2 separate regions of the Mus musculus genome follow, and region 2 is linked to region 1. The links are chromatin contacts, called in public Hi-C maps. All regions are on one chromosome and are shown on one strand. Each heading gives the region's core, a stretch centred on a gene start, on an enhancer-like site or on the middle of the called end of the contact. The rest is flanking DNA. Distances are from core to core; before and after follow the strand shown. Region 1 overlaps Astn2 (astrotactin 2). Region 2 overlaps Astn2 (astrotactin 2).

Region 1 (4,117 bases), core at 1,046-3,545:
AAGCCAGGGTCTCTGCAGATGGTGCCTGGATGCAGAGAAGAATGGCTGGATGGCAGGCACATGCGTGGTACTGGTTATAAAGATCATTACCAGTCACTGTGCTCCTTCGCTTGTGCATCTTTTTCCCTAGCTCATACCTTAAACAAGACGTAGCTTCTTATCAAGACTTACTTGTGAGGGGAGCACTGCTGCTCTGGACCTGCTGGGCTTGGTTCCCTTCCTACTCCCTCCATGCTGGTACCTTCCAGCTGTGAAATGGAGTCCCTGCTCCACTGGGCTCCAGGGCTGTTGGGGGCCTGCTAATTTCACAGTTCATGAGGCTGCTGTTTCCCCCCTGATTAATGGGGTGCCAGGAGCCCTGGGCAGGGCTGTGACACTAGCCACATGGGGTTCTATCCCCTCTTTCCCATGCTTCCCGGGGAGAGAAGACTAGGCCAGCTTCATGCATATTTATGCAGAGAGAGAGAGAGAAATGATTTTGTACTGCATGCTTTCCAAAGAATAAATAAGATTTCACCCAAGTCCTGTGTATTTCTCTCAGTAGGAACTCAGCATGATTTAGGGGAAGGGATAGAAGGAACCACACACACACACACACACACAGTGATACTCACAGAATAATGAAAAACTGAAAACACTTTATATACCACTGATCAGAGCAGGGCTTCCTTGTGCCACGATGACCCAGGAGACACGAGAGATATTAAACCCTGGAGCATGAACTGGGTTATTTTGAAATTACTCCAGCTTCGCCCTGTAACCCCCAGGGAATTAGAAGAGATAGGTCCAAATTTAGCTGGGCTCTGCCAGCCTGCCTTCTTCTCTAAGTCACTAATTTCACCAACACCCTCTTGCTATTGCTGTCCTCTCCTTCCGGTAAATGCAGAGGGCTTGCCTACCATGACACCCTTCCTAGAGGATTGCAAGAATAGCTTTCATCTCAGGCAGGTCTATACCAGCTATGTCACGTCTACAAAGCAGGCTCAGCCTGCCATGCCTCAGTTCCCCTCATATTCTACAGAACACTCTGACCCAAACTCATTTTAGGAATTCTAGGCACACTCTCCTATCTGACCATGAAATAAACTGATCCTCAGTTGGAGCCAATTCCCCTGATTTATTTTGGTACCGTATATCCTCTAGCTGCATCTTAAATCTTTCTCTTTCAGAAAGACCTTCTTCAACAGTCAAAACCCAGGTCAAGCACTTCCTGTCATCACCAAAATCACACATCAAGGGGTTTTCCTGGATTAATGAAATCAGTAAGTGCCTGACATACATACTGGTACAGATCTCAAGGTTCCAGTCTGATGTCACCCATAAGAGGATAACGTCTCCAAGGACAGAGCTATGCCAGCCATCATCACCTTTTCTCTGAGCCCTAATGACTATTTGTGAAGTATGTGAATGAATGAATGAGTTGCTGACTATTTGTGAGAGCTAAATGAAGAAACAGAGTGCCTGATCTATTTGCAGAGGACTCACACACTAAAAAAAGGAACAGTAATTGAAACTTTCTTTTGCAATAAGCACTCCTCAAAGCCTAGTGACACACATTAACTCATTTCGCCTTACAACAGCCTGGAAATGCATGTGATTTTTTTCCATTTCCCTATTTAGAAATGAGGACAGTGAGAGACACAGACATTTTCTAATTTTCCCTCATAGGTACGAAATATCAGTAGATTTCAAGAGTTGGCGGGTGTGGGCAGACTTGCATCAGAGTCCTGCTCCTGCTCACCATTTTGCAGTGGTATCTTGGCTCCACCCCTTCACCTTCATGCTTGAATTTTCTGCAGCTTCACATTCCCTTGTTGAAGCCCATCTCATGACGTCTTTCCAGATTTATCAGTCTTACTCTTTCACTTGTAAAAACCCCACAACCTTGTACCACATACTATGCAAGAAGAATTGGGGTGGTAGAAGTACAGTTGTTGGAAGAGGGCTCTCTGTAAGCCTCTGACTCTCCTACAAATGGAGACTTCCTTTTCTGGCCATGGGAGAGCACAATGCAGCAATTGTTTCTCCTCCATGATGTACAGGAAGACTGGAGATGTCAGGTAGAAGCCAAGCTAATACAGGTATGCTTTCCCTTTTAGGTTGAGCATCTTACCTTGTCTAAGAGCAGGTAAAGTGCATGGCAGCCTCTTCTCTCTAGAAGAACCTGAGAACACGGATCACTACAGTACTCTACTCCCACCCCAGGCATTGTTCTATTTTCCCTGATGAGGAGCTGTGGTCTTCAAGGAAAACCACGTCCTTCACTGCCAAGGACACAGCTGGAGCCGCACTGAGCCAAAGCAGGCAGCCTGTCTGTCCACTGGGCCAGGCTTCTTCCCCAGGGTGATGAACAGCGCCAATCAGGCGGCACTTAACGTAATTATAATGAAGTGGCTGCATCTGGTCTCTGAAGGCTTCATTCACCAGGGAAATGAGGAGGAAGTGATATCTCTCTCTGCTGACCTCCTTGTGGGACACTTGCAGAACAGCCATGGAGCCAGGAAGCTGTTGACATGGACTGGGGACTGGATTATGGCACTGATTAGAAGGCTCTGATTGCTAGTTAGAATGCCTTTCCTCCCCATTGCATCATTTCTCTGGAGGGACCTCAGTAGATAGAGTTTACATAAAACTAAATCTCTTCTTTCAGTGTGTGTATGGGGGGGAGGCGTGGGAGGTTCCTAAGAACATCTCTTTCCATATGTACCCCATTAGCCATGCCCACCAGTCACATGGTGTTGAACTTCTGGTCCCTGCCACATGTATACTAGCAAAAGAGAAGGAAACTGGAAACTGCAGGTTTAGACCTGGAGAGGTCCAAGTTGCTCATCATAGAGATAGAAAAAGTCCGACTTAAAAAAGGGATAGAACTGAACCAGATTCTTCAAATGCAAGGCATCCCAAGATCAAAGCGTGGACAGTCTGTATTCTTGTTAAACCAGTATCATCGACAAAAAAGGGAAAGAAAAAAGAAAAAAAGAAAGACATAAATGAAGACTAAAAGAGAGTCAGTCAACTTGGCCTAGAACAAGGCACTCTCTGAGGACTACTGAGAACGGCATTCATGCCTGTACCTTCCCTGTCCCAAGCACTTTTTAAAAATCCTACTACTGGCTGGTCTCAGAAAGCCATGCATTATGTCTTTGCTGTCTTTAAAGCTACAGTCTCTAAACTTCCAGGAAAGATAAAAGTCAGTTAAGTGCCCTAGTCTTTTTCCATGTACTAGTAGACAGTTATATATTGAAAGGAGACCTACGGTAAATGAGGTAAATGCTTTTGTAAAATAAAGAACTGTTTAAGAAAATAATGTATCAGTACCTGATTTATCTATTTGATAAGCTGTGCCTTTTATAAACAAAAAAAAATTTTTTTAGACGCAGGGCACACCAGCCCTGCTTGGACCAAATGGATTCTTAACTGTTCAGGACAGGAGCTGATGCTTCGAGGGTGTGCTACAGCTACAGGTGCCTGGTTTAGTGAAGGCAGCTGCAGGTACCTGATTCCTCAAAGCAAGCCTTGCTGGGTGTTTGAAGAAATCCCGATGTCATTGATCAGATCTGACCAAAGTCACACAGCTTCATATTATCTTGTACGTGGTGATGAAGCCTGGTATGAAGGTGTGCCTGTCACAGTACCTAGTAATTTTCATGACAAAATATTTCTCAAGATAGCCAGGGGTTTCTCACGGGGGCTAGGAGATCCAGATTCATCAGAGCTCCTTAAGACAGCAGTAGTGTATACATCCACGCCATATCCACGCAATGGCTCTTTCTTTTAGAAATTGGGAAATATTTAGAAATAACATCGTTATTTTCAGAACAACGTTGTTTGCTGGCTACTTGCACACAAATGATGCCAGATTGTTGGTGAAAAACGACTTCAAAGTGATATACACCTAGGTAGAAGTCCTGTGTCAACAGCCACCCAATCCTGGGCAGGACACCTGAGCTTGTTCTGCCTCAGCTTTCTCATCAGAACATGGGAAAATGGGAGCTACAGTCTTCTTCTTCTTCTTCTTCTTCTTCTTCTTCTTCTTCTTCTTCTTCTTCTTCTTCTTCTTCTTCTTCTTCTTTTTTTGCATTTTATATGTATTTAACATTGACAACAAACTTGGTCT
Region 2 (4,117 bases), core at 868-3,367, 130 kb after region 1:
CCTTACTTCCTAAGATACTGACTACAGAGTCCCTTGCTGCATCTCTGAGACCCTAGGGCCTTCTCTGCTGCTGCTGCTGTTATTCCAGGATACAGGACTCTCTTTTCTTGGCAGTGACAAAATACAAGAATGCATGAGTAGTGTTAACTGACATGCTCCAAGTCCTCACCAGACAAAGTGCCACTTCAGCCAAGCAACCAAAATCACTGGGCAATGAAAAGCCCTTCCTCACTACGGCAGCTGGAACCAAAGCAGAGGACTATGGGCATACTTAACACTATTTCCCGACTTGCGTGGTGTTATTATACTCCTTCATCTACCCAGTAATGGGGACCTTTGGGGGTTTGAGTAAGAACAATGATTTTTCCTTCTACTCTTCTAGAGTCAGGTTCAGAATTTAATAAATGCTATAAGAAGACAGTAAAGAATTTCAATTCTTTCTCCCTGCAGATTGCTTTTTAATTTAGTTTCAGCACTGATATTAGACTGACAGTTCTGCAGATTGAAGTGTGTCCACTACCATATGTGGTCTGATGCAGGGACAGAGGATCTTTGTGTGTGTGTGCGTGTACATACACACACACACACACACACACACACACACAAACACAGAGAGGGGACAGGGGACTGAGAGACAGAGATAGCCCTCCCTTGAAATGAACACTATATTTTCAAAAACCAGCTCCACCAAGCTGATCTGGACAGTCTGTCTGCCCCACCTTTGACCACCTGAAGCCTAGTTCTCAAATCCAGACTGGCATACCAGGCAGAGCAAAATTTCCCTCTCAGTCACCACTACCTCAAACATGGGATTTTTCCTGCTTTTCTTGATGCCTGGAATTTATTTCTTGGCTCTGTCCATTCCCAGAGAAAGTGTGCACACGGAACACAGGTCTTAGCTTCCAAAATAATTTGTGATTTTGTCAATGGAAGGGACTCTCATTGTTTCTGGTGAGGATGGCACCCAAGCCTTTCCTATGCAGAGTGCAATTCTGTCTCTTGACCTTGCCTTGAATTACATCACTTGGTTTTTTTAATAGAAGTTGACAGATAATTGAAAGAGGATTTAAGGATTTCAAAGAATGCTTCCATGTTATAAGTCACAAACATTCCCATGAAAAGTTCATGTAGTACCTAACCCATCTGTCATATTAGCTATTCCCGCTGTGGGAGGCATATAAATAAAAATGTAGGACAAAAGCTGGACCTGATCTACATCTATTTATTTCAATTCCCTTGGTCAGTCTATTGATATTTCCTGGGTGTTGATTTGATAAATGCAATGCTAAGACTCTAGTAATTCTCATAAGATACTAGAGAGATGTGATCATATGCTCTCCAAAGTGGGGAGAAAGATGCATCTGTGTGTCCTTACAGCACATAATAACATATGAGAAACAATGAAGAAAGGAACATGGGCAGCTATGGGAGCCATAGGAGAACACCCAATCCACACACTGTCAGACAAGTGTTGCCGATAGATGTGCCATCTGTGAGGAGAGTCGTGGCATTGATGATTAGTGTGCTAAAGTGAGAGGAAGAAACCAGAGTTTCTACCGCAGAGAACTCAGAGACACTTTGGAAACAATAAACCTAAATACAAATCCTCTGGAACGCAGGTTTGGGATACAGGGACAAGGAATAATGAGTGAGGAGGCCAAAAAACAAAAACAAAAAAAAAAGTGCTTACCATTTGGAGTCTCTGCTGATATCCATAGGGAATCACTGCAGATACTCAGACAACTTAAGAAGAAGCTAGCTGTCCATCATTTTATTTGAAAAAAAAAAAAGAGCGAGAGAAACAGGCTCTGGAAACAGTAAAGTAGCAAAGCAGGAAACAAAGAGGAAGCAGTACTGATCCTGGGATCAGAGAGCTGGAGACTGAGAAGAGTTGTCCCGAACAAAAGGCCAAGGACACTGTGTGTGTGCCACAGGAGCCCTGCACTTGAGACGAAGGGGTTAGATACTGCCAGAACAGCTGATTGGTTGGAGACTGTGGAATCACCCATATAACTAATTTATTAATAAAGCAAGCAGACAAGCAGACAAGAGACGCCATCTGAAGTGTATGCTTTTGGCTGTGAGCCCTGAGCGACAGGCCAATGGCAAGCCAGAATGCTGGCCCAGCATTATGTCTGCTTGCCCTTTCAAGACTCAGATTTGTTCCAGAGGATGCTTAGGACAGAGAGCAGGGCCTCAGCTCTTACTGTCTGGCCCTTTGCACAGAGACTGACAGTACTTACTGCTTTTCTGTCTCCTGTGTTAGCACAGCTTTGCCAACAACCCCCTGAGTGTTCCAAAGAGCAGGCAATGAGCAGGTCCTAAGTCAAAGCAGACCGGAGCAAGCGTAACCATATGAGAAGCGAGCTAAGCATATGGGCTTGGGTCCTATTCTTCTTGAATTTCGTTTCTTCTTTCCTCTTCCCTCTCCACTAGGCTCCTTAGAAGGAAGCATCTCATCAATTCCCACACTAATTACTTGCTGTGTGTTCTCATGGCGACTGATAAGGAAGTAATTAGGACAGACATGCAGGGATTACAGACAGAGAAAATGTTCCATTGTCAAGATAATGCCAGTTGCTCATGCCTCCTAACAAATGACTACAGCACGATCCTAGGATAGTTTGGAGATGTAGAGGCTCGAAAAGGATGGATGTAACAGAGGTGGATATATGGAGTAAAGGTGTGCTTTTCAGATAGTCTTCCACCTCAGGAGTGTCAAACTAATAACTTTCAGATCCAAGGCAATTGATATGTGGACTTCTGGAGTTAATGCAAGAGGGGAGGACACAAGTCTTTTTTCAGAAGCTCCAGAACTTAGTCCCCTGCAGTCCGCTCTGCCATTTGGGAAGGAAGCCTGGGTCTGGCTGCCTTTCTCACTTGTTAAGAAGCTGGAAATCCAGATGTTCTGTGAAATCTCATTCTACTCCCACTTCATTTTGGAAACCTACCTGTTTTTTGTTTTTTTTTTTAAGTACATTAGGAGCCAACCAAAATGATATCTGATTGCCAAATGTATCTTGTGGGCAATAGATTCGAGATCTCTAATTTTAGTCCAATGCCTTTTAGAAAGAGTAGGAAATTCAGGGAGTATGTGGAAGTTGAGAGAGACTTGTCCAGAATCACAGAGTAAGTGAATCACAGAGCCAGGACTTAAATAAATGCTTATTTTCTGCCCATCTTTCACAATACTTAGAACTAGAAGCTGGTTTCATGCTCTAGGAATTTTAAAAAGTATGCAAATAATAGTAATGCGTGTGATGGAGTTGTCAAACTGCCCCCAGAAAACTATATAGCAGAAAATGACGTAAGCCAGTGGCTTATGGGAAAAGAGGGGCAAAGGTGTGAGTATAGTAAGAACTGAAACTTGTATTACATTCATATAAAGCTCCTGGACCACTCCTCTCTGCAGTGAGAGATTAGGTTGGGATTCTGGACACAGTCATGTCCTATGTCTCTTCAGGCACTTCCTTGGTAGAAACAATGAAAATAAGACCCATACAATAATATAAGAATGGAATGCTCTAAGTGTGGAGAGAAAGATCTTCTGTAAATTAGAGTGGGCCAGAGAAAGGTGCTGTCAAACGGATATAGATCTGACAGTGATTGGAAAATCTTCAGAGACAAGATTGTATTTGAGATAGAAACAGCAATTTTACTAGTGAACAGAGCAATAAGCTCTCAGGGACACAGGGATGGGATACCAAAAATCATCTTAGTCATTCCTCTGATTTTGGTCTCATTAATTTCAGAGCCAAAAACAGGGTTTGGGTATACCATAAGCACTCAATCACTATTTGCTATGTCTAGGCTGATAGTTCTGGAATAGAAGAACAAAGACTGGAAAGGTTGTCAGTCAGCATGAAGATATATAACAGGTCTAATAAGAGATAGGTTTCAGGAGGTAACAACTGCTAAGCAATGACCCACAGATAGAAATGCAGAGGAATTTCACAGTAGGCATCAGTACTATTCAAATAGATTTTATGTTCATAATGGTACCCACAGGAGGAAAGGATGGAGTGGAGGGTGAAGCCCACATTTGAGAAGACCAAGTATGTCAAGCAAAGAAGAGAGCTTGAACGTGGTATGGAGATGGTGACTGAATTATCAGTGT

Evidence for each region. A called contact is a pair of places that touch in the nucleus more often than the background predicts.
Region 2: a contact with region 1 is called in a Hi-C map of the N1E-115 cell line, with 2.8 times the contacts expected there. The contact joins two enhancer-like sites. A contact is called at or near these places in 2 of 484 Hi-C or Micro-C datasets (the N1E-115 cell line and nephron progenitors).

Annotation. Positions count from the first base shown.
Region 1 is chr4:66,169,371-66,173,487 of GRCm38.p6, forward strand. The region is part of intron 3 of Astn2 (astrotactin 2); the gene reads right to left. Among named protein-coding and RNA genes, the nearest start is that of Astn2, 230 kb to the right of the region's middle. Within about 2 kb of position 2,296, at least 15 of the 459 cell types and tissues checked have an H3K27ac peak or open chromatin away from gene starts, as enhancers often do. A contact at or near this core is called in the N1E-115 cell line, where this site is marked.
Region 2 is chr4:66,300,949-66,305,065 of GRCm38.p6, forward strand. All of the region lies in intron 1 of Astn2 (astrotactin 2), which reads right to left. Among named protein-coding and RNA genes, the nearest start is that of Astn2, 100 kb to the right of the region's middle. Within about 2 kb of position 2,118, at least 7 of the 459 cell types and tissues checked have an H3K27ac peak or open chromatin away from gene starts, as enhancers often do. A contact at or near this core is called in the N1E-115 cell line, where this site is marked.